Regions from separate parts of the Mus musculus genome. Here regions 1, 2, 3, 4, 5 and 6 are each linked to region 7. Evidence: chromatin contacts called from public Hi-C and HiChIP or PLAC-seq data. All regions are on one chromosome and are shown on one strand. The core of a region is the stretch at or near the end of the contact, and the rest is flanking DNA. Distances in the headings are between cores, read along the strand shown.

Region 1 (3,091 bases), core at 142-2,641, 480 kb before region 7:
CACCGATTGAGGTTTGGATCAAAGCAATGGCATGAGGGACCACAGAAGCCGTGACACATGCAGAATCTTAGGCATAACCAGAATGGCGTCCCACACTGTCCGACCTCCTGGGCCCTGGCCTTGCCCATTGCCATTGCAGAGCTAGCCATGTAACTGTGTTAAGTTTCCATTATGCCATACGCTTTTCAAGGGCGGGACTGTGTCTTCCTCACCTACAATCTGATGGGGGAGCAGGATGAAAGATGGTTTTCAAGAACAAACTTGGAAAAGGGACAAAGAGGGCTTTGATAGGATGCACCAACTAGACTTCCAGAAAAATAAAATTATCATTCTGCTTCCAATCAAGTCGTGAAATCTCCATACTCAGCACTTTCCTTTTTTTCCCACATATGTTACCACATATATTTATATCTTGTAAATCAGAGGGAGCTCCTTAGTGGGCCGCAACAGGGGCAAATCTGAACAGAGACTCTGCTGCTGCCCATCAGAGCTGAGCCCAAGCCCCCTGCTAATATGTAGTGTTGCTTTAGCATTTCATTTGGGGGTTAAGTCAAGTTTTTAAAATAAAATCTCTTGTTAGTTTTAGTGGAGGCAAAGCATCCCCAGAAACTGTTTCAACATTCTCTGAGGTAGACAAAGTTTGTGTAAATGTTACCCATTTCCAGGACAGAGAATAGGCACATTAACAAATGCAGTAATGATGTGTATAGATTTTCTAGCTTTGCAGAGTTCATTTTAGATGCTTTGTTAATTAAAACTTCAAGAAAGGGACATTATTTTGAAACTGTGTGTTTAACAGCTGAGTAAACTAGAAAGTTCGTGGACTTTGTCAACTTTCTCATAGACTGGGCAGCAGCAGGGGACAAAATCTAAAGCCAGGATTGGAATCTTTGGCTCCTACTGTGTGACACTGCAGAATACTCTCCAATAACCTGCTTAAAATTGTGTTGCAATTACAACTCAGTCAGTAAGCCAGAGCCTCCACTGTAAAGCATGAACAAGGATGGAAATGTTAGCTGCACAAACAGATACATATTAAAGCAACATGTAAGGATGCTGTGGAGTGCAGTCCTACCCCTCCCCTCCTCTCCCCTTCTCTCCCCTCCTCTCCCCTCCTCTCCCCCTCCCTCCCTCCCTCCTTCGGTGCATACTGCTGATCCTAGCGCTTTCCCTAGATGTGACTTCTCAAAGGAAAAGTTAGCTTCATGGTTTTTGTTTTTGTTTTTTTAAAGAAATCTCCCAACAATAACTCACTGCCCCCCCAAAACCAAAACCAACCAACCAACCAGCAAAAACCTGTGTTGTTGGTAGAGCCTCTCAGACTTCTGAGTGTACCCGACTCTGACGATGTCTGACTCAGTGGCACAGGGGGTTTCTACTGGTGACTCACACCACTACCAACAAAAAGGGGCAGGACTGAGAATGACCACTTTTTAGTCACATTTCTCAGTGCCACAGTATGATAGCCTCCATACATGGCTATTTTTATGAAACAGAGATTGTATAACACAGAACAACAAAAGTATGAAAACACCAATCCAAATGACAAATACCTCAATTTAGAAAATCCTTGTAGGTCCTTCCCTATAGCAGGCTTGGTCTGTAACATCCTTGGCTACTCGGAACAAACACTGATTTCTAACCCTGTTACGTCCTTTCTGATGCTCATTTAATTCCCTCTGATAAGTTTTTAGGAACAAATGCCTGTTCATTGTACACTTTTCCTCAACTTCAATTGCAACTGCTGAGTAACACCCGAGTTTCCAAATAGGAAACAACATTCAGATTAACCTCCAAACCGATCATTAATAATAGAAAAGTATTTAACATGCTAGTTTACCTATGAAAAAAGAGTAATTTTAAATAAAAGAATTCAATGCAATCATTTATAAACAGCCATCACTCACTATCAAAAGTAATGTAGCTATGACTACAGGCTATGTGGCTTTCAAGCTACTGGCTTTGGGGACTTTAGACTACATTTTTCTAAAAAAAAAAAAAAAAAAAAAAAGAAGTGTGTGTGCGTGAGTGCGTGAGTGTGTGTGCGTGAGTGTGTGAGTGTGTAAGTGTGTGTGAGTATATGTGGATGTAAGTACATGTGTCAGTGCTTGTGCTTGTGGTGGTCAAAGGAAGATGTCATTCTAAGGAATGGCATCCACCTTTTTGAGAAAGGATCTCTCCAGTGGCCTGAAGCTCACAGTTGGACGAGGCCAGCTGGCCTACGCCTGAGCATCCCGTGCATCGGCCCTTTCAGCTGGGATCACAAGCACAGGTCACAACGCAGAGCTTTTAATAGGGATCGAACTCAGGGCTTCTTGCTAGTACTTTATGGACTGAGCCATTCTCCCAGTCCCCTGAAAAAAGAAACTTTTATACAGGTCTTGGTTTAGTGCTCTGGCTGGTGCCAAACTCCTGGGCTCATGAGATCCTTTGGCCTCTGACTCCAGAGTATCTGGGACATAGGTATACACTCCTGCATCTGGCTGGAATGCCTTCTAATCTTTTTTCCCACGATTTTGTTTTGCAGAAGTGAGTTGCTGGTATTAGTATTTGATATGTTTAGAAATATATTATTTCCTAGTTTTGAACTATTTTCTTTGACTCAAATGCCAATTAGTATTAGAAACATTAAAAACCAGAAATATCTATTTACCCACTCAAGTAAGACATGATTTTTGTTTTTACTTAAATATCAGCAAGCTCTATACTGATGTATATCATAATCCCCCAAAGCATTCATTACATGATCCTTTTTTGTCTCCAGAGAACAGCATGTCCTTATAGCCAATGTTCAAATCAAAACACTTCCTGTATCACAACTGGATTACTGGAAGAACAGGAATTGTCAAAGGATTTCAGAGATAAAAGTTGTCTATATGGTAGTTCATGCAGAGAACATAAATGTTTAAAGCTATAGATACCTTGCTCAGGTAAGCTGTATTCTATCTAATAGTCAGTAGTCAACAAAATGGTAGCTTCTTTAAAAACTACTCTATGTATAAAATGATGTAATAACTACAATATCTCAGAGCTACTTTGCATTTTTTTGGTATAAGATCTGAATAGTACAAATTAGTCAGAAGTTAGCAAA
Region 2 (3,136 bases), core at 98-2,597, 460 kb before region 7:
TCACCTCTTCTGCACCTCCAGGCCTACTCCAGGGTTAGGTTCACAGCATACATTTCAATGTTTGCTGAGTTGACTTAAATATACATAGGGCTTTCCGTGACAATAGGACATTAGCCTGTGCATGTTCTGCTGTTCCTGGTAACAGTACTACTGACACAGCAGGTTTGGAGCAAAGACGACAGATGGTAAAAGAGGCAGCTGCCAAGTGTCAGAAATGGCTGCAAGTGGCTTGGGACAGGCAGGCAAAGGGGAGAAAACATCCTGTCTCTTTCTGAAGTACTTACTTTTTGCAATCATTGTTGATGTTTCATTGATAAGTATAGTTACATTTATTGTTGGCTATAAACAATCCAATAATAGGTCTGCAAACTGAAAGGGACCACTTTCTGTACATATAAACAGACAGGTTACACTCTAAGGACTTAACTCTAAATAAACTGTGTAATTAAGTGACAACAGGAGCTAAGTGTGTGAGGCTATGCCTTGATGACAATTGGGCTAGCAGAGCTCAGCATCTGAGAAGAGAGAGAAAGCCTGTTGGATGAATGTACACTTGCACTGACCAGGCTGCTCATCTACAGAGAAATCTTATGTGCATGAGTAGTTGTATAATTTTTTAAGCATGAAAAAAACATTTTAAAGCCAGGGGTAGTGGCATGTGCTGATCATACCAGAACTCAGAGGGAAAGACAAAAGGATCAGGACTTCAAGTTTGGTTATAGAGTAAGTTTAAAGGCAGCCTGGGGCACAAGGGAACTTATTTTTTAAAAAGAAAGAAAAACACTTGAAGAAAATATTATTATATTCTTATAACTCTGACCATAGGTAAACGTGGAATGGAAAGCCTTTGGAAGTTTTGTTTTGTTTTGTTTTTTTGCAGCTCATGAGAACTAATATGCTAATATTGTAGGCTAAAGATTTACACACACACACACACACACACACACACACACACACACACACATACACACACACACACTCCTGGTTTTAGGACGTGCTGGCTGGACATGGGAGTGGAGAAGCTGTGAGACTGAATACTTGGGTCAGAAGAGCCAGTGTGGTGAGATGCACTGCAGTGTGACGCAGCAGAATGAAAAGACATCACCTAGCATGGATCATAAACAGATTCTTTGAAAGACCAGAGACGAAGATCAATCAGTCCTTGCTTAAACATTGGATGGCTGCCTGGTACAAAGGCCTATTTTGCTTTGCTATGTAATTTCCTCACTACTTAGCTACAAAAGCGTATCAGAATTGAATTCTAGTGCTCTGTCTAAATGGGAGCTGAGTCACAGGTACCTGATGCTGTGTCTGCAGGCTGAAGTGGATGACTCACGTCTGTGAAATTCTGAGAGAAAGTACCACCCGACCCCTTGCTTAGTCATCTTTTGCATGGATGCTGGGTTCATGAGCTCTGTAAACTATAATGAGCTATCTAGCCTTTTACCATCTCTTTCTTCTTTTCTAAACAGTACAAATTACAGCTCTAAAAATAACCTCATCTACGCAAGTGAGTCACTGTGACCTAACAAGCTTCCACAAGTAGTTACCCAGCTCAGTTGTGATATTTACTTGTGAAGGTACAAATCTTGTTGTCATATTAGCCCCCATTTTCTTCTCCCTCAAGCTTCAGATAAGAATTTGGTGAACTGGGGAAAGGAGAAGGGAAGAAGGTTTCAGGGAACATTTTTTTTTTTTTAGGAAAAAAAAAAAAACATAATGTACCCAATGCTTGAGATGTTCAGGATTGTAAATAGAGCTTGTGGGGAAGGAATTCACTGGAAGCTATCCCTGGGCTTGAGATGTTTTTCAGTTTTTCAGAAGGTTTGCCTAGCATTTATAAGACCCAGGGTTCCATGCCCAGCACTGCATAAACTTGGGTGTGGTTGTAAGATCAAAAGTCCAAGGTCGTCCTAGGCTACCTAATGAGTTTGAGGCCACCCTGGACTAGAAATCCTGCTAATCAATCAATCAGTCAGTCAGTCAAATAAGTAAAGCTATTCCTACCAGCATATGAGAGCTAGAATTTTAATATTTTAGGCTAAAGACGTTTCTCTTAGTAAGGAGAACATATTGACTATGGAAAGACATCTCTTGATAATTCTATTTTCTTAACAATTCTGGACTGTAAATGTATGACTTTTTTGATAAAAGGCATAGCTGCGCCAATAAGTTTGTATGCATTAAATGTTCATCTTTGGATCCTAGAGACATACACTAAGCCTTGGCACTCTACCTGTCCACTTGGCTACTTTCTGACGCTCAGGCCTGACCTCTGGTCTTCAGATTGCCTGGTGAGACTTCCATTGCCAACTCGCTGTCTTCCTACCCCAGCCTGTACAATGAATTCAACCAGGGGCAGGAAGCGGCTGTCTCCATGGAGCTCCTCTCTTCACGAGTGAGGCAAAGCTGCTCAGATACCAAAGTGCCACTCACTCACACTCTGGCTTACTTGGGGAGACTGGAAAGGAACAAACTTCCTACTACCACCAAGCCTAACACTTGCCACCACTGTCCCAGCTTCTCCTGTCAGAGGTCAGACCTCTTGGCCTCACCCAGACAGTCACGTGAACAGTCGCAACTAGCTGCTGAGGGTGCTTAGGGATAGAATGATGAAATCATTGATTTAGCTGAAAACGTCCCCAGGAAATAGGCTACAAAGCCCATTGACGGCTCCAGCCAGGCAGAGGCTGAGTCACTCCAGTCCTTCCTGACTCCTTGATTTATATTAAATAGGTCAGCTGGATCACCTGAATCCTGTTCCTCATCCTTTTGAGGGGCTGCCCCCTGCCATCATGTTGGGCCTAGTACTGCTTCCTGTTGGGCCTAGTGAGGACTTTACTAATCAGCCTTAGCCTCAAGTCCTAGGAGGGCCTGTGTACTATGTTCCAGGGGCCACCTCATGATCACATCTCTACTTTGGATCCCTTTCAGGATGCAGAGACCCTAGTTACCCTTTCATTCCCACAAGGTAGATGACACGTAGCCCCGTCAGCTCTTTTCTCGTTGCAAAATGGGTGTACCATGTACCTCTCAGGGTATGAGGAGGAAGAGGAAAGGGGCCCTGTCTGTCCAAGTTCAAGGGGCTCCCAACACCCAGAGGCTATGGAGCTTCGGCTCAGGGCCGACCACTGTG
Region 3 (2,964 bases), core at 261-2,760, 450 kb before region 7:
GTGACCTCTGAATGGAAATGGGTGAGAAAGCATTGGCTGGTACTGAAGAAAGGCTACTTAAATTTCAAGCTGAGTTTTTTAATCTTTTCAACTTTTTGAAGTTATGGTAAAGTATACTGAGATTCAGATCTTCGCTAGTGGCATGGAGTGCGCTTACATAGGAGCACAACCATAATCACCATTCATCTCCAGAACGTTTTTCATCACTTTAACCCCTATTATAAACAAAGCTTCCTGATGGCCCAGATCCTAGCAACCTGTCTGATTTTCTATGTCTATGAATTTGACAACTCATGGAGGTGAAATCAAGCTGTATTTGTCACATGTGACATGAACTGTGTTTTGACATCCCCATTACTTCCCTTCCATCAGAGGACAAAGGCAAATTTTTAACCAAAGGTCATTCTTAGTCTAGAAGTCTCTTCTAAAAGCTCTTTTAGTACATCCTAAGTTAGAGCATGTCAAGAATTCAGATCACCTCTTTGTGAGAAAAAGCATGCAACACTGCTTTGTGAGTTCCAAACCAGTTCTCATTGATATGAAGCCAGAGGACAGAGAAACCTGTATATCAGGGCAAATAGTCCAGAGCCATCTGGACTGGGGAAGACCAGGGGTTTCTGGCTTGGAATGGACACTGTTCCATGTGAGTTCCATGCACTGTTGGCCCATGCATTCATCTGGTTGCCTACAGGCTCCTAAGTACTGGCCTCAGCATCTCCAGTTTATTCCTCTGAATAAAACCTTGCTTTAACTGGTGGCTTCTGCTGTTCAGATGCCTACAGAAGAATCCTGGAAACCTCCATTCTTTGTGTGTTGACCTCCACATGTGTGTGGAGGCCAGATAGCATCATCGTCAAATGCCTTCCTCAATCATCCCAGTCATCTTTTGAGACAAGATCTCTTGCTGAACCTAGAGCTCACCAACTGGCTAAACTGGTTGGCCCTGAGCTTCAGGGGATCGGCCTGGTTCACCCCTCCCCCAGCCCCACTAGGGTCACTGACATATTTGACCACACTCAGCCTTTTATATAGGTGCTAGAGATCCAAACTAAGGTCTTTGTGTTTGCACAACCCTCACTTTATCAGCTGAGTCATTTTCCCAGCCCAGAAACATCTTTATACTTTTGTACACACAGCCAAGACTTGGGAGGCAGAGGCAGGTGGATTTCTGAGTTCGAGGCCAGCCTGGTCTACAGAGTGAGTTCCAGGACAGCCAGGGCTACACAGAGAAACCCTGTCTCAAAAAATGAAAAAAAAAAAAAAGCTTTACTATTAAAAGATTTCTTTAACTAGTCTCTCCCCTTTCACCCTCTAGTAAAGACAGCTCTGGTTAGATTCAATTATTGTTTGCCAGGACTATCTTCCCATGTGTGTGCCATTCCATTCCAAACCGTCTTCTACAATACCAGAGGAATGTAACTGTAAAAAGCAAACATACTCTGCTTGCTTTCCTACCCAGCCCTCTTTCTTCCTATCCTTGGGATAAGGTCAAGCATTATCAGCCTGGTATGCAGAACTGTCTGTGTTCTGGCCTCTGGTGACCTTTCCAATGGAATCTCTCACCACTCCCCGGGATCCACCAGACACTTGAGAAATTGGAGTCATTTGCAGTTCTTCACAAACACTTGACCATTTCTTCTCTCAGGATCTTTGCTTGTGCTAATCTGTCTGCCTAAAGTGCTCTTCCAGCCCTCCTGCTTTAGTAAGTTGGGTGTCCTACCCCGTGTTCCCATGATAGCTGGTGGATACCTAGCATTATACTTTAAAGAATGTTTCATTGTTAAGTTGTGTTTGTTTGGCTTTTGAGACTGAGTCTCATTGTACACTTGTGATCCTAGCCCCTGAGCCTCCCAAGTGTGGGCATTACAGGTATGCACTATCATGTCTGTATGGTTTATATGTTCATTTGCCCCAAGAATGTGAGCCATTTCAGAGAAGATCCCAAGCATCCTGGCATCCCCATGGCTTAAAAATGCCTGAAGCACAAGAAGGTCAAATGACTGTGCAATGAGTAGACACCTTCGCAGGTCTACCTGGAGGCCACAGGGAAGAAGGAAGAAAGGGAGGGGTGGGGGAAGGCAAGGAAGGAGGAAGAAAAGGAGGCATAGAGCAAGGAAGAAGTAAGACAGCGTCTCTCCATCTATCTCAGTGCTGGATTTGAACTCGGGCCCTCATTCATAGTAGGCAGACACTCTGACTGATATTCCCAGCTCTCCATTTCTTGATAATATGATCATGTATCTAAAAATCCTAAGGAATCAACTAAAGCTCAACATAAAAGCAAAAATAACTGCCTTCTCTGAAAGCTCATGGTATTTAGAATATGCTAATCTGGAACTCACTATGTAGCCCAGGCTGACCTGAAACTCACATGGTCCACTAATATTTTTACAAAGATACTAAAGCAATTCAGTGGGGGAAATTGGGTCTTTTTGATCAATGTTTCTAGAATGAAAATTAAAAAAAAATATATACAAATCATGTCCCTCACTTCACACCATACATAAAGTTGAGGCAGAATACAGACCTGTATTCATGAATTAAAACTATGAACTTTCTACAAGGAAACAACTTAATTAGGGTGGGCTCTCTGCCTACCATGCTGCTACTGCTGCTCAAAGCTTGTCGAGGAGAAGTCTGGACTTCCAGTGATACCATCTCAAAAAAATTAATTTAATTTAGGAAAATTTGAATTGGATTAGGTGACTTAATTAAGCAGGATGCAAAAAAATGTTCTATAAAATTAAGAAGTGATAAAAAGAGACCTCATAAAAATTGTAAATGTAGTTTTTGGAAAGATGCAGTTAAACAAACAAACAAATAACAAATGGCTCTGTTAAAGTTTATAGAACACGTTACTGACAAATGGATCCCAGCCAAGTTTATAAAGAATTCTTAAGTCATAGATAGGGATAAGGCCCCATGGTATAGCATTTGCCCAACATGCTGGAGGCTCTGTGTTTG
Region 4 (2,820 bases), core at 208-2,707, 510 kb before region 7:
CCACTCTACTCATGCAGAACACGGTCAAGTTCATGGTTGTCTGAAGGCTTGCATCACTTTCAGTACTCTCCAGTCCGGTTCCCACCCTCTTTCCCCTCCCAGAATTCCAGTCCCACAGTCCCAACCACCTGCAGAACATTCTGACCTAGAAGACACTCTGGCCAATGTGCACTTCTCTAACAGAGCCTTTAGCTTCCAAGTCTCCCTAGATCCTTGCTGGTAATCCACCGCCAAGAGTCTCCTCTTCTTTGTTCTTGGTGACATTCCTGTTCTAATTTTGCTACCCTTCAACAAAATCCTCGCAGAAGCCTGCTTCCCTGAGGACACAAGCCAGCCATGCCTTTCTGTTGACTGTCTCTGTCTCCAAGACCTGACCAGGATCTTAGTGTTCCTCCAACGCTCTTCCTGACTCCCAGGATGGTTCTCACTATCTGCCTTCCACTCACTTTGTTTGTTTTGTTTTTTAAACAAATATATTCTTTAATATTTTTGAGGTATGCATTCCTTTGAGAAGTAAACAAAGGACACTCTCAGAAAAAGTGCAAGCAGAGCTTCCATTCCTAGTACATACATCTTATGCTACAGACTCCTCTAAGCCCACCCATAGTTAGTGTATGAGCCCCAAGCCTGTGTTTCTGCCTCTCCTCCAGCACGTGACTACATCCTCTTTCTAGCAGCACCATTCTCACCTTCACTTCCATTTAGGTTAGATGGAATGCTTTCCACACTGCTAAGCCATCAGAGGATTCTCGTCTGCCCATAGTCAGTCCCTGTGCTTCCAGGACATTTGAATATTCACATATCCTCCCTGACAGGTCACATTGATGGCCCCTGTAAAATGGGGCTTACTGGCTTAGCCCTGGTTCAACATGCAGTCCACAGTGGCTTCAATGAACATAGCTCATGGTAGCCACTTGTTGGCAGGGTTAGTTTAAACCTGTGCATTTCTAACTATTAAAGTATGTGGGTGAGAGAATAATACTCTACCAGTAAATGTAGTGTTTAGGTAGTGACAGAGGAAACTAGCCGTTATTAAATTTTAAACTGTGCCAGAGAAAAGAGAGAAAGACAGATAGATTTAGTATCTTTCATCCATTCCTGACCGACACAGCCCCACAGTGCCTACATCACTGTCACCTTGACTTTAAAGCACTTGTGCACAGGTGCACCAGACCAAACACTCTTCATACATAAGAAAGAGCTGATGAGACTGTGTCCTGACCTGGAACACAGCTGGACGAACCAAGAGAAGCCCCAAGGTGAGGTTCACAAAGGACAGAGTGTGGCAACTGTGGCTGCAAGCCACATATTCCAGTGGCTTCTATTTTCCCAACAGTCTAGATGTGTAGCTGGGGAAAGCTGACTCCCTTAATCTGAGGATCAGAGTGGGTAGGCTGCTGTCAGTGCCTGTAGCCCTTACTTCAAGGTCACTGTAGTCAGGGTCACTCTGGCTGTTTCTAGGTTACATACAGCAGGATCCCAACATTCCTGGTTAAATAGACGGTGAAGGCTGCAAGGATTGGCTCCAGGCATTAGCCTGAGCCTGGCAGCCATAGTTCGAGTGGTCCCCTGTCATCCCTCCCAGGACCAGAGTCTCATAGGGTCTGGAGCTATAGCCCTTAGTTCAGTGTTTCCTGGGAACACTTGTGGGGAAGGGGCTGCAAGGCCCTTATACAAAGGGTCTTGGCAACAGGGAGCATGACTGATAGGCAGGCAGGCTCTTCCTTTGCGGAAAATTTGCAGAAAGTTTCCTGTGTTTCCTGGGCTTTTCCTGCCAGGGCAAACTGTGCCTCCACGAGGGAAGTGTGGCGAGGGCTATTTAAAGGCATGGTGCTACCAGCTGTTTGCAGAGATCGCTTCTCAGCTTGGCTCCTCATTAAGTCAGTTAAGGGAGGGGAAGCAGGCACAGGAGGGGGAAAATGACAACTGGCGCCCACCCATTTATAGATGGTTTTAGAGCCCTGCTTTCAATTATTTAGTTTTTATCAGAGAAAACGAGGAGCTGCCCAGGGCACAGCATGCTAACGGCACTAGGTATCTACATCTGTTACCAAAGGCAAAGTGTCCAGAAAGCTTCCCAAGTGTGTGATGTGGTAGGGAAGGCTCCTTGCCTTAGCATTAACTGGCCAGGGGTGGGTGTGGTGGCAGGAGACAGATGCCTGGAGTCAGCCAAGTCCCTCACTCCACTCATGCTAGAAGTTTTAGTTTCAGAACAGTTCAGAGTCTATTATGTTTCAGGGTGGAATAAGGCTCTGATACTCTCATCCCTTTGGTAGGTCTAATTGATGTCCTATTGCTTGAGATTTCAAAATCCCAGCACAGTCCAAGAATCTCCAGAAAACAAATTGTAGCAAAGGGATCCCAGGCTGTGATGAGGTCAGTTCTGTGTACAGCAGGGCGCGGGGCAGGAGACGCAGTGCTTATTAGCAGCTCTCCTTCTCTTGCCCTGGACCCAGGGCTGATAGTCTCCTCTCTGGACTGCAGCTCTCTCTTCTACACAGCTGAGAGCTTGGCCTGCCGCTGACTGTGGGTGACAGGTCATGTAGAGTAGGCTCTGAAGTAGTGAGATCTCAGCTTCAGGCCTGTTCATGTGCCTTTATTAGCTGGATCCCTTGGGCAAGTGACATTAGTTTGGCTTCTTCATCTATAATATGGGAACAACTATAGCTACCTTAAAAGGTTCTTAAATGAGATGGCCCAAGTAAGCCCTTGACATAATAACCAACCTAATAGATGATCAATGCTGCCAACTGTTAACATGGGGACCAAGCTGGGTCTAAGCATTGGGCAGAGAGGTTCAGAGTTTTTGTAAACAGCCAT
Region 5 (2,848 bases), core at 218-2,717, 400 kb before region 7:
CCAGCTGATATGAGGCCCCGGCACATATACAGCAGAGCACTGCTGGATCTGGACTCAATCAAAGAAGATGCACCTAACCCTCAAGAGACTTGAGGCCCCTGGAGTGGGGAGGCCTGGTGAGGTGTGGGTGTAGGGACATCCTCATGGAGATGAGGGTGGGTTATGGGACAGGGAGGGGCAGACAGAGAGGGGGATGAAGTCTGCACTGTAAAAAAGGATTAAAAAAATAAAAATAAAATTAAAAAAAGCCAAAGTAAAGATTATCACTAGATAAAATGTAGTTTGACAATGAATATTACTGTAACATACCATTAGAAAGGTAATTTCTAAGGTCTTTTTTAACTGCTCAGCTCAGCCACCATCACACCTTGGTGGGAACTCCCATCCCTAGTACACCAGAAAGTTACCAGAGTTCTTCCTGGTCCTTGAGTGTGCTGGGTTCCTAGGTCAAGCAACACTTCCAACTGCTGCCATTTATTATATTATAGTATTCTCTCTCCCTAGACGATGAACAGCTCAAGGATAGAAACATGTTCTCTTTGCAGTTCACTACAAGATTGGACTCTATTCTGGCACATAATAGATATTATACATCTAATTAGTAGAAGGTGCAAGAGTACTGAGACGGCCCAGAGAGGTCACCCCTGCCCAGGAAGCCTTGCACACTTTTCTTGTTCAACAAGTTAAATACTGAAGAGCTGGATGGACTTACAGAAAACCACAGTGCCTGTGAGCCCAGGGGTGCCACATTTATGGAGTTTGTCTTTTAGATACTACAGTGAGGGTCTGATTACCCCCAAGTATCTGTGGCCTCAGCTTTAAGACCTCTGTAATCTAAGCTCTGTCTGTCTACACACACACACACACACACACACACACACACACACTATACATGCACACATATGGATGTATATTTTGAGATTATTTTACTAAATAATTTTATCTAAAAAATAGTAGGGAAACAGACTCCCTCTTATACTCTCCACTGCAGGTAAAATGATTTCAGTCTGCAAGGTGTAACTTGATTCTGAAACCACTGCTTCCCAGTGTCAAGACACTCTAACAGCAGGCCAAATGCCTCTGAATGCATGTTCAGGAGAGCTGTGGGGAGTCAGGAGTGCTATGTGGCTGACCAAATGTATGACAGCTGCTCGGTGAGGACACATGGGATGAATGAATAAACCACGTGACAGCAGTACAGCCCCAGCACTTGCCTCATGTCTGCTACCCTGGTCGTCTCTCAGTGGGTAATGCTTCTAATTCAGTGACTAGAAACTTGAAAATGATTGCAATGTCCAGGCTGGCTCTTTGTCCCTGGGCTGCGCCTTCTAAACATCATGCAGAAGTCCAAAGTCTCTGGTACTGGCAGGGTTCCCACCTGCAGCTTGCAGGCCAGCAACCCTAGCAGATTACTACTGGTAATCAGGCCCTTCTCCACCCAACACTGTGACTACAGAAAACATTACCTCAGAGGTAAACATGGCAATCATCACCAGGCCCCACCCCACCTGAAAGGAATGATCAGGCGACGGGAGCAACACTGACTGTTGACTTCCTGCTATGGAGACAAACACCCACCTTACCAGACTTTAGCCACTAATGGATCTCTGAACTGCAGGAGTAGACAGTTGTGGATAACTGAGCTGGCCAAGTATATCAAAACACGATATTTTTAAAGGCTCCTGGGACCTAATTTGGCTACTCTGTACACTCTGGGCTAGTGGAGCCAGGACCAGTAAAGGCAGAGCTAGAGCCAGAAGCACCTGCCCGCCTCCAGGTGCTCGGAGGAAAGGCACCAAGAGTTCACCAGGAGAAAGAGGCATGCAGCCTGCAATCAGGTCATTGGGAAGGTAGGGCTGTGTGTGCTGGGTTACAGGTTGCTACTCAACCCTGGCTCCACTGGGCAATCTTGGGCCCCTGCCCATCTGGGCAGGTTTGTCAAATCCCATGTGGATATGCCTACACACACTGCCTCTTCTCTCAGGCTCTACATGAAATGACGATATATTCAGGGAAAACACATTTCCTTCCATTTGTGAAGAGAGAAAACTTAACAAAACCAAACCCAGCAGCAAACAACATCCTGAATCAGAGACATTACCAGTCGTCAGCAGTAGGTAAGAAATTCGTGCTAAATAAAGAACAATGCAGCAGTTTGACCTGGTTCACAGCCTATGCCACCAGACTTAAAATCCCTTGGAGATAACTAGAAATTTCACAAAAATCTCTATCTTTTATACACATCCTTGTACTTTAGTTTTCTTTTCAAGGATCTCCAAGTACCAAACTTACTGAGTAGCTGTCACAGCATGGTGTGACACTAAAGAGAGCTCTTGTTCAAGCACACTAAGCATTTCTGTTGTTCATGTTTTACTGGGCCTATAATAGTGAGTCAGTTTTGTTTTCTGAGCCATCTCATCTGTAAGTGTTCATGGAAGAGACTGATATAGGGTCAAGTCCTCAGATCTAGAGTCTGAAAGGTGCTTCAATCTCTTCTGCCACTCAGTGAGAGGTCACAGCACCCACTTCCCAGGAACAATGTGGAGCTGAAAACAAGATCCACGTGTAAGGCACTGAAGCCAGGGCTTGGCACACACAAACACTCAAGGAACGTCACCTGCTGTTCTCTCCCTCTCTGTAGTAGTCGTGGGGGTGGCTGTGGTGACAGCTGTACACAGAGTCAAGGAGTGTTGCAAGAGTGGAGTCAAACAGCAATGAAAGGATAAAGAACAATGGTAGTCTTACACAGGGCTTGAGTTAGGTAAGCGTGGAATTAAAAAGCCAGCATTGCCTCGTGTGTGCATTAGAAACTAATGGAACCTCTGAAAGCAATATGTCCAAAAGATGC
Region 6 (2,919 bases), core at 185-2,684, 410 kb before region 7:
TCAAGAGATTAAGGCAGACTTTCTCTCCTGGTCTCTTATCATGCATAAATCATACATACACATAAGTGTATATGTAAGCACACACGCACATACACACACAAACACATCACACAGACACAAACCCATAGGTACATTAAAACTATTATATGAGATTAATTTCAGGCTCTGTGTATATGGTACATATGAAATATAAATAAATTTCCTGTTAGACTTGCATCCTATCTCAAATATAGACCTTTATGCATATGGAAATATTCTAAAATTTGAAAAACAAACCTGAAACACTCTAGTCCCAAACATTTCAGATAGAGGACACTCTACCTGTGTCAAATGACAATGTTGAACTTCCCAAATAAACATTCAAAGTCTATAAATGTCTGTATTCTTTTCCTCAAATAGTTACTATGGAAAGGAAGATTTTTAAGGGTGTTGGGGTTAGTAAACATTTTTGGTACAGTCAGTTAATAAATATTGCTCTTGCTGCTTTAGAAGATGTGTAAATGAATGTGCATGGCCATGCACCAACGCAACTTTATGACTACAGAAAATTGAATTCCATACAGTTTTTACAAGTTATGAAACATCATTCTTTAAATGCTTTTCTAACCAGAAAAATGCAAAGATTATTCAGAGCTGGTGGGCCACACGTTACCAGCCACTGGCTGGATCTGCCCAGTGCCTATAGCTTGTCTCTTGACTCAGAATGACTTGAGGGTTTTACAGAGGCTGGAAAAAAAAAAAAAAAAACCAAAACAGAAACATCCAGGAGGAAACACAGGCAAAAGCCTAAGATGAGGATGTTAGCAGAAACAAAAGCAGGCCCCTTTGTCAGGTGTCTTTGGTACCCCACTGGGGTAGTTAGTGTCATTCCTCTATCGACTTCTTTAGGCATTGGGTGAGGGGCACATCAGGCACTTCATGAACCGTGGGAGTTCTTACGATCGCATTAGATTGTAACTGTGCAAGAGCGAGCTATTTATATGATTCCGAACGAAGCTTGAGGCATATTCTGGTGTTTTTTACATCTATGTTAGGTGAAAAAGCTGCCTACAGAAGCCTGCCTCCCACCCAAAATACTAGCTGTTAGCTGCTGACTGATCCTCGGCAATATTAAGATGAATCATATATGCTCTTTTCTCAGTGCAAAAAGAGATAATTTTGAAACTCAAAAAATTTCACTTTGGGTAGTCACAAACCACACAGTAGAAAAGCTGTCCAGCCGTAAAGTTGTAAATAAATAGAACCCACTCCTGCGTGGACATCTTTTGCTTCTTTTAAACTGTGACGCTTTTTTAGGCCTCACCTCCTGCATGGTGTTGAAATGATAAAATGTTGCAAGCATGTTCCGTGCCTAGGCCGGAAGGCAGCCTTGGCTTCCCTTCTCTCTTCCCTGGCGCTCCACACCCTTGATCTACAGAACCCACACCCTTTCTCAGGCAGCTGCCTTTTCACCTACCCCAACCAGCCTGTGGCTTTCCTGGCTTGCCCTTGCTTGGTCTATAAGGTGCCAGCTGCTGGCAGAGCCTAGTCGTTTCCTATGACAGAAAAACTCTGTGTTTCTTTCTCCTTATTGTGTGGAGAAGCAGGTATTTTTGGCCTCAATTTCTAAGATCTGTTTTATTTCTCTTGTTACTAAGCAGGTCACTGCCACCCTCATTTTTTGCTGTGTCATCATTTTCCCACATTACCCTGTTTGGCACCGAGGGATGAACCACATCAAATGGAGGAATTGCAACCACACATTGCCTTGAGAAGGAAGCAAGGGAGACCTTAGGGTGTGTGTGTGTGTGTGTGTGTAATGACCATTTTGGGGGCTTGTTCTCCCATAATCAAATCCTGCCTATCTTAACAATGTGGTGGTGTGTCAAAGCATTGGAATTCTGCTTTACTCAGCAACCCAGAACTTTATAGGAAAATGAAGCAACAAAATGTTGGTCTTCCTGTTAACTTGTACTTAGCATGGGACTGTTTGTTTCCCTATGACATTCCAGTCAAATCTCCTAAGTTTCTGGAGCTCTGGGCTATCCACAGAGGCCCATGCAGTGTCCTGACATCCTTAGGCATGGTTCTTTTTTTACTTACTTATTGATGCCAGTGCCTAAACTCATTGGTTCATGTTTTTATTTAACAAACTATCACTTGTACTAAGTAGACAGTCTACCACTAAGCTAGATTCCCACTTTCTTCTAACCTGTCCCGAGAGAAACATCATGCATTAGAAGTGAAAGTCTTAAATCCAATAAACCAAAGAAGCAATTTGCTTGCAAACATTTTAGACACTGCTGGGGACCCAGATCAGTGGGAAGATACTTACCTAGCGAGTATGAACAAGTTTCTGGGTTCTTTAGGCTCTGTTAGGAAACCAAGCTAACCCAAAATGGCTCCATCTATGTTGCTAGCAGCAGTGCAGGTCTGGCTCTGGGACCCTTACAACATGTGAGAATCTGTAGTTAACACAGATGGGCCTGTATCAACTGACGTTTTGCCAGCTAACTAAAAACATGTGCCCAACAAGTAAAGCATCCGGGCACTAACGTAAGATGCCACAATCCCAACTGGGACGTTGAGAAGTCACATTTGATATCTTTAGGATACTGTGCTAGGGCTGATGTTTAATGACAGCTGGCTCGTGCTCATCAGCATGGAAAACAGCACTTAGAGGCGGAGCACGTGCAGTGATTTGATCTTTGTGACTAACATGGGCAATTAAGCAGTTCATAAAATGAATGTCGGTATTTTTGCTGTTGTTTTGGTTTGGCGTGCATGCAGTTTTGGCTAATGTTGGAATTAGCCTTTCTTGAACATCATCTGTAGAATGTGTATAAGCTGTCTGTAGTACCAGGCAGTGAGCCTCTACTTCCTTCTGTCCCAGATTAGCACACCCAGGTAATACAAACGCCTTCCAGAGATTCTCTTGGA
Region 7 (3,000 bases), core at 164-2,663:
TGGGGATTCTTCTCTTTTCTCTTCTTTTTTTTTTCTTCTTTCCTTTTAAAATGTATATGAGCACACTGTTGCTGGCTTCCAACATATCAGAAGAGGTCATCAGATCTCATTAAAGGTGGTTGTGAACATATGTGGTTGCTGGGAATTGAACTCAGGATCTCTGGAAGAACAGTTAGTGCTCTTAACTGCTGAGCCATCTCTCCAGCCCCACCTAGGGAATTTTTAATAATTGAAATTACCCAACATATGTAATGGAATGTCTCATGCTTACATTCAGAAAAGAAATAATAAAAAACAAATCTTGTTACGAAGAAAACCGGGTATGGAAATACCAAGTCAATGAACTTGGTCCAAGTTCAAGGTCAGTAGAGGGGCTGCACTCCCTGTGCCTCGATCCCAGCCCTTCTACTCTTACAAACATGCAGCATGCCTACTACTCCGACTTTTCTTTCCTTTGTTTTTAAAGACAGGGTCTCACTATGTAGCCTTGGCTAGCCTGGAACTCACCATGTAGACCAGGATGGACTCTTAACTCCTAGAGATCATCTGCCTCTACCTAGTGCTAAGATTAAAGACATCCTCAGTGTCCCCCATCCTCCAGTGTCCCCATCCTCCAGTGTCCCCCATCCTCCAGTGTCCCCCATCCTCCAGCTCACCTGCTGCATCTGAGTTCCCACTGTAAAGGAGATCACAGATGTTTCCCCACTCGGGGTTGGTGAAGGTTAAGGGGAGCATCAGAGAGACCTTAAGTCTGGTTCTCACCGACTTTATACCTTGCCCAATGGCACATGCCAGCATGAGAAACACGGAAATTTGGCAAACCATGCAATCTACCAGGAACTCAGCTGTGAAGGGAGAGACAGTCCAAGATTGCCTGCAAAGTTTCTGCTTCCTCTCAAGCCCTCCAGAGGCCCCAGAGGAAGGAGTCCTGACCCTGCCATCTTCCTTAGACTCCAGGGCCTCCTTTTCTCTAAAGAGGCGTGGAGGGTGCTGAGTGTGGGGTGAAGGGGAGATCAGTGCAGCCAGGCTGCAGTCAGGCACAGGAGGCTGACCTTCAGTTAGCTGCTGCTAGACTGAGCTCCCACTAGTTACCTAGGAAGGCACCCAAAAGCACCGGGAGGCTGGGGGGCGGCGGGTTGGGGCAGAGACCACCCAGGAGAAATGAAGGGCTTGGTGTGGGGAGGGAAAGGAGGAAGCGGGGTGGGGGCAGTATCAGAGAAGAAGGGGCACTAGAGAGTGAGGAAAAAAGCAGAAGTCATTGTGTGGGGAGAAGGTTGAGGGATGATGCCGAAAAAGAGGAAGGGGTCAGCGGTGGCGGTAAGACTTTGGAGAAGGAAGGAGAAAGTCGAGAGGGAGGGAAGAGGAGGCGGTCCTGATTCTCCACTTTACTGCCCATTCCTTCTCCCTTGCTGAAACATCCAGCCGGTGCCTTTGTGGCCTCTTGGGCTGGGTTGCAATCTCATGCCAACCCGCTTGCCGGTTGTCAGGAGGCCTCTGGGGAGGACGCTGCAGGAGCCTCAAACGCCACCTACTCCCGGCCTCTCTCCCGGTTGATGTTTCTATTTTGGGCACCACATTATTTCCTGCTGTGATTTTTTTTTTCAGGCTTCTAATTCAGGCTCTGAGGTAAGCTGTGACATCCGCTCGTGCCCGCAGGCCCCTCCCGCACACTGCTTGTCCTCCTGGGGCGCGGGCACCCCTCAGGCCCAGCAGCAGTCCAGCCACTGCGGGGAGTCTTGGCAGGGCCTGCCTAAAAATAAGCTTTCGGATTTCCCCTCCCCCTGGTAGGGCAAAAGGAGGCTAGCTGGAATAGATTTCTAGGCAAGGATTTGAGGGGGTGATGGAGTGAGGTTGACAGGGACCTGCTATAAACTGTGCCATTGTGCCTAGGAATGGGAGTCCAACGCTTCCGTGTCCGAAGTCTGTTTAACTATATTTGGACAATGACCCTTTAGAGATGCTGATAAAGGCTACACAGAATCCCAGAAACTGTCCACAACAAACTCACAGGTAGGTTCCTGGTAATTTTGGGTTTGTGCACTTCCTTGAGTCGGGGAGCCCTTGTTCAAAGCCCTGGGTATGCATGGACGCCTCCCTCCCTGATCTCTCCTCTCAACCTCAGTATGCCTCATTATATTTAATCAATATGTGCTTAAAAAGAAGAAGTCTCTGTATGTGCAAGTACTTCAAGCACAGGCAGATTATAAGCTATGTCCTTAGGGAAACAACAGCCTCTTAAAACTGTCTTCTGGTTTACTCCCAAGGACCTGCTGGCCATCTGGCAGTGAGGGCACCCACTGCATTGGGTTCTGGCAGATTTAAGTTCCGAACTCAATTAAGTAGGCTCTGTTTTTGTTTTTCCTGACTTCTCTCTCACAGCAGACAAAATGGTAAAGCTCCCGGGAGTCTCACCCATCCCAGTCCATGGGGGTGACTTTAGCTGAGACTCCTAGCAGTGAGGATATGGAGCCTGTTGTGCTTGTAGACAGGAGCCTAGCATAACTCCTCTGACAGCTACCCAGCAGCTGACTGAAACAGATGCTGAGTCCCACAGTCAAACATTAAATGGAGCTTGGGGACTCTTGTGGAAGAGTTGTGGGAAGGATTGCAGGCCCTGAAGGAAATAGGAACTCTACAAGAAGACCAACAAAGTCAACTAACCTGGACCACTAGGGGCTCCCAGAAACTGAACCATCAACCAAAGAGCATACACAGGCTGGACCTAGGCCTCCTTGCACATATGGAACAGATATGTAGCTTGGTCTTCATGTGGATCTCCCAACAACTGGAGCAAGGGCTGTCCCTGAATCTGTTGCCTGCCTGTGGGTCCTGTTCCCTTAACTAGGCTGCCTTGTCTGGCCTCAGTGGGAAAGGATGTGCCTAGCCCTGCAAAGACTTGATGTACCTAGGTTGGGGGATAACCGAGGGAAGAGGGAGGGTTCCATCTTCTCAGAGGAAAAGGGGATGGGGGACTGTGTGAAGGAGGTACGGGGAGAGGGG

The links. HiChIP or PLAC-seq counts read pairs in DNA pulled down with a chosen protein or histone mark. A called contact is a pair of places that touch in the nucleus more often than the background predicts.
Region 1: an H3K27ac HiChIP or PLAC-seq map of the NIH/3T3 cell line shows a contact between it and region 7, with 5 times the contacts expected there. The contact joins the enhancer-like site here to the promoter of AI839979 in region 7. A contact is called at or near these places in 1 of 39 promoter capture datasets (the SN4741 cell line), 1 of 15 datasets of contacts at CTCF or cohesin (the NIH/3T3 cell line), 8 of 484 Hi-C or Micro-C datasets (the HPC-5 cell line, bone marrow-derived macrophages, cortical neurons and 4 more), 6 of 115 datasets of contacts at active chromatin or transcription factors (CD8 T cells, the NIH/3T3 cell line, cardiomyocytes and 3 more) and 2 of 9 other capture datasets (adipose tissue and embryonic stem cells).
Region 2: a Hi-C map of cortical neurons shows a contact between it and region 7, with 3 times the contacts expected there. The contact joins the enhancer-like site here to the promoter of AI839979 in region 7. A contact is called at or near these places in 1 of 39 promoter capture datasets (the SN4741 cell line), 7 of 484 Hi-C or Micro-C datasets (cerebral cortex, cortical neurons, embryonic fibroblasts and 3 more) and 3 of 115 datasets of contacts at active chromatin or transcription factors (the NIH/3T3 cell line, bone marrow-derived macrophages and vascular smooth muscle cells).
Region 3: a contact with region 7 is called in an H3K27ac HiChIP or PLAC-seq map of heart atrium, with 8 times the contacts expected there. The contact joins the enhancer-like site here to the promoter of AI839979 in region 7. A contact is called at or near these places in 8 of 39 promoter capture datasets (the 3T3-L1 cell line, the C10 cell line, cranial neural crest and 4 more), 2 of 15 datasets of contacts at CTCF or cohesin (the NIH/3T3 cell line and large pre-B cells), 4 of 484 Hi-C or Micro-C datasets (the HL-1 cell line, bone marrow-derived macrophages, embryonic fibroblasts and 1 more) and 11 of 115 datasets of contacts at active chromatin or transcription factors (acute myeloid leukemia, bone marrow-derived dendritic cells, cardiomyocytes and 4 more).
Region 4: a contact with region 7 is called in a Hi-C map of Sertoli cells, with 2.5 times the contacts expected there. The contact joins the enhancer-like site here to the promoter of AI839979 in region 7. A contact is called at or near these places in 2 of 15 datasets of contacts at CTCF or cohesin (the NIH/3T3 cell line and large pre-B cells), 4 of 484 Hi-C or Micro-C datasets (Sertoli cells, brown adipocytes, forebrain and 1 more), 9 of 115 datasets of contacts at active chromatin or transcription factors (the NIH/3T3 cell line, cardiomyocytes, embryonic basal ganglia and 6 more) and 1 of 9 other capture datasets (embryonic stem cells).
Region 5: a contact with region 7 is called in a Hi-C map of myocytes, with 2.2 times the contacts expected there. The contact joins the enhancer-like site here to the promoter of AI839979 in region 7. A contact is called at or near these places in 2 of 15 datasets of contacts at CTCF or cohesin (the NIH/3T3 cell line and pro-B cells), 4 of 484 Hi-C or Micro-C datasets (bone marrow-derived macrophages, cortical neurons, muscle stem cells and 1 more), 4 of 115 datasets of contacts at active chromatin or transcription factors (the NIH/3T3 cell line, cardiomyocytes, fibro-adipogenic progenitors and 1 more) and 1 of 9 other capture datasets (embryonic stem cells).
Region 6: a contact with region 7 is called in a CTCF HiChIP or PLAC-seq map of the NIH/3T3 cell line, with 8 read pairs. The contact joins the enhancer-like site here to the promoter of AI839979 in region 7. A contact is called at or near these places in 1 of 15 datasets of contacts at CTCF or cohesin (the NIH/3T3 cell line), 6 of 484 Hi-C or Micro-C datasets (3T3-L1-derived adipocytes, cortical neurons, embryonic fibroblasts and 1 more) and 6 of 115 datasets of contacts at active chromatin or transcription factors (CD8 T cells, the NIH/3T3 cell line, VIP interneurons and 3 more).

The regions. Positions count from the first base shown.
Region 1 is chr5:32,054,146-32,057,236 of GRCm38.p6, reverse strand. All of the region lies in intron 10 of Babam2 (BRISC and BRCA1 A complex member 2), which reads right to left. Among named protein-coding and RNA genes, the nearest start is that of Gm40277, 35 kb to the left of the region's middle. Within about 2 kb of position 1,391, at least 30 of the 459 cell types and tissues checked have an H3K27ac peak or open chromatin away from gene starts, as enhancers often do. A contact at or near this core is called in the NIH/3T3 cell line, the SN4741 cell line, embryonic fibroblasts and 1 more, where this site is marked.
Region 2 is chr5:32,034,147-32,037,282 of GRCm38.p6, reverse strand. All of the region lies in intron 10 of Babam2 (BRISC and BRCA1 A complex member 2), which reads right to left. Among named protein-coding and RNA genes, the nearest start is that of Gm52770, 37 kb to the right of the region's middle. Within about 2 kb of position 1,347, at least 115 of the 459 cell types and tissues checked have an H3K27ac peak or open chromatin away from gene starts, as enhancers often do. A contact at or near this core is called in the NIH/3T3 cell line, the SN4741 cell line, cortical neurons and 4 more, where this site is marked.
Region 3 is chr5:32,016,472-32,019,435 of GRCm38.p6, reverse strand. The region is part of intron 10 of Babam2 (BRISC and BRCA1 A complex member 2); the gene reads right to left. Among named protein-coding and RNA genes, the nearest start is that of Gm52770, 19 kb to the right of the region's middle. Within about 2 kb of position 1,510, at least 40 of the 459 cell types and tissues checked have an H3K27ac peak or open chromatin away from gene starts, as enhancers often do. A contact at or near this core is called in the HL-1 cell line, the NIH/3T3 cell line and heart atrium, where this site is marked.
Region 4 is chr5:32,080,013-32,082,832 of GRCm38.p6, reverse strand. The region is part of intron 11 of Babam2 (BRISC and BRCA1 A complex member 2); the gene reads right to left. Among named protein-coding and RNA genes, the nearest start is that of Gm40277, 9.0 kb to the left of the region's middle. Within about 2 kb of position 1,457, at least 38 of the 459 cell types and tissues checked have an H3K27ac peak or open chromatin away from gene starts, as enhancers often do. A contact at or near this core is called in Sertoli cells and brown adipocytes, where this site is marked.
Region 5 is chr5:31,966,735-31,969,582 of GRCm38.p6, reverse strand. The region is part of intron 7 of Babam2 (BRISC and BRCA1 A complex member 2); the gene reads right to left. Among named protein-coding and RNA genes, the nearest start is that of Gm52770, 31 kb to the left of the region's middle. Within about 2 kb of position 1,467, at least 67 of the 459 cell types and tissues checked have an H3K27ac peak or open chromatin away from gene starts, as enhancers often do. A contact at or near this core is called in muscle stem cells, myocytes and pancreatic cancer cells, where this site is marked.
Region 6 is chr5:31,982,961-31,985,879 of GRCm38.p6, reverse strand. All of the region lies in intron 7 of Babam2 (BRISC and BRCA1 A complex member 2), which reads right to left. It overlaps Gm52770 (a long non-coding RNA gene), which reads left to right. Exons shown (of 3, transcript XR_003955739.1): 2 at 2,873-2,919. Among named protein-coding and RNA genes, the nearest start is that of Gm52770, 14 kb to the left of the region's middle. Within about 2 kb of position 1,434, at least 107 of the 459 cell types and tissues checked have an H3K27ac peak or open chromatin away from gene starts, as enhancers often do. A contact at or near this core is called in 3T3-L1-derived adipocytes, CD8 T cells, the NIH/3T3 cell line and 3 more, where this site is marked.
Region 7 is chr5:31,569,810-31,572,809 of GRCm38.p6, reverse strand. It overlaps AI839979 (expressed sequence AI839979), which reads left to right and starts at 1,413. Exons shown (of 3, transcript NR_102275.1): 1 at 1,413-1,626; 2 at 1,891-2,010; 3 at 2,380-3,000.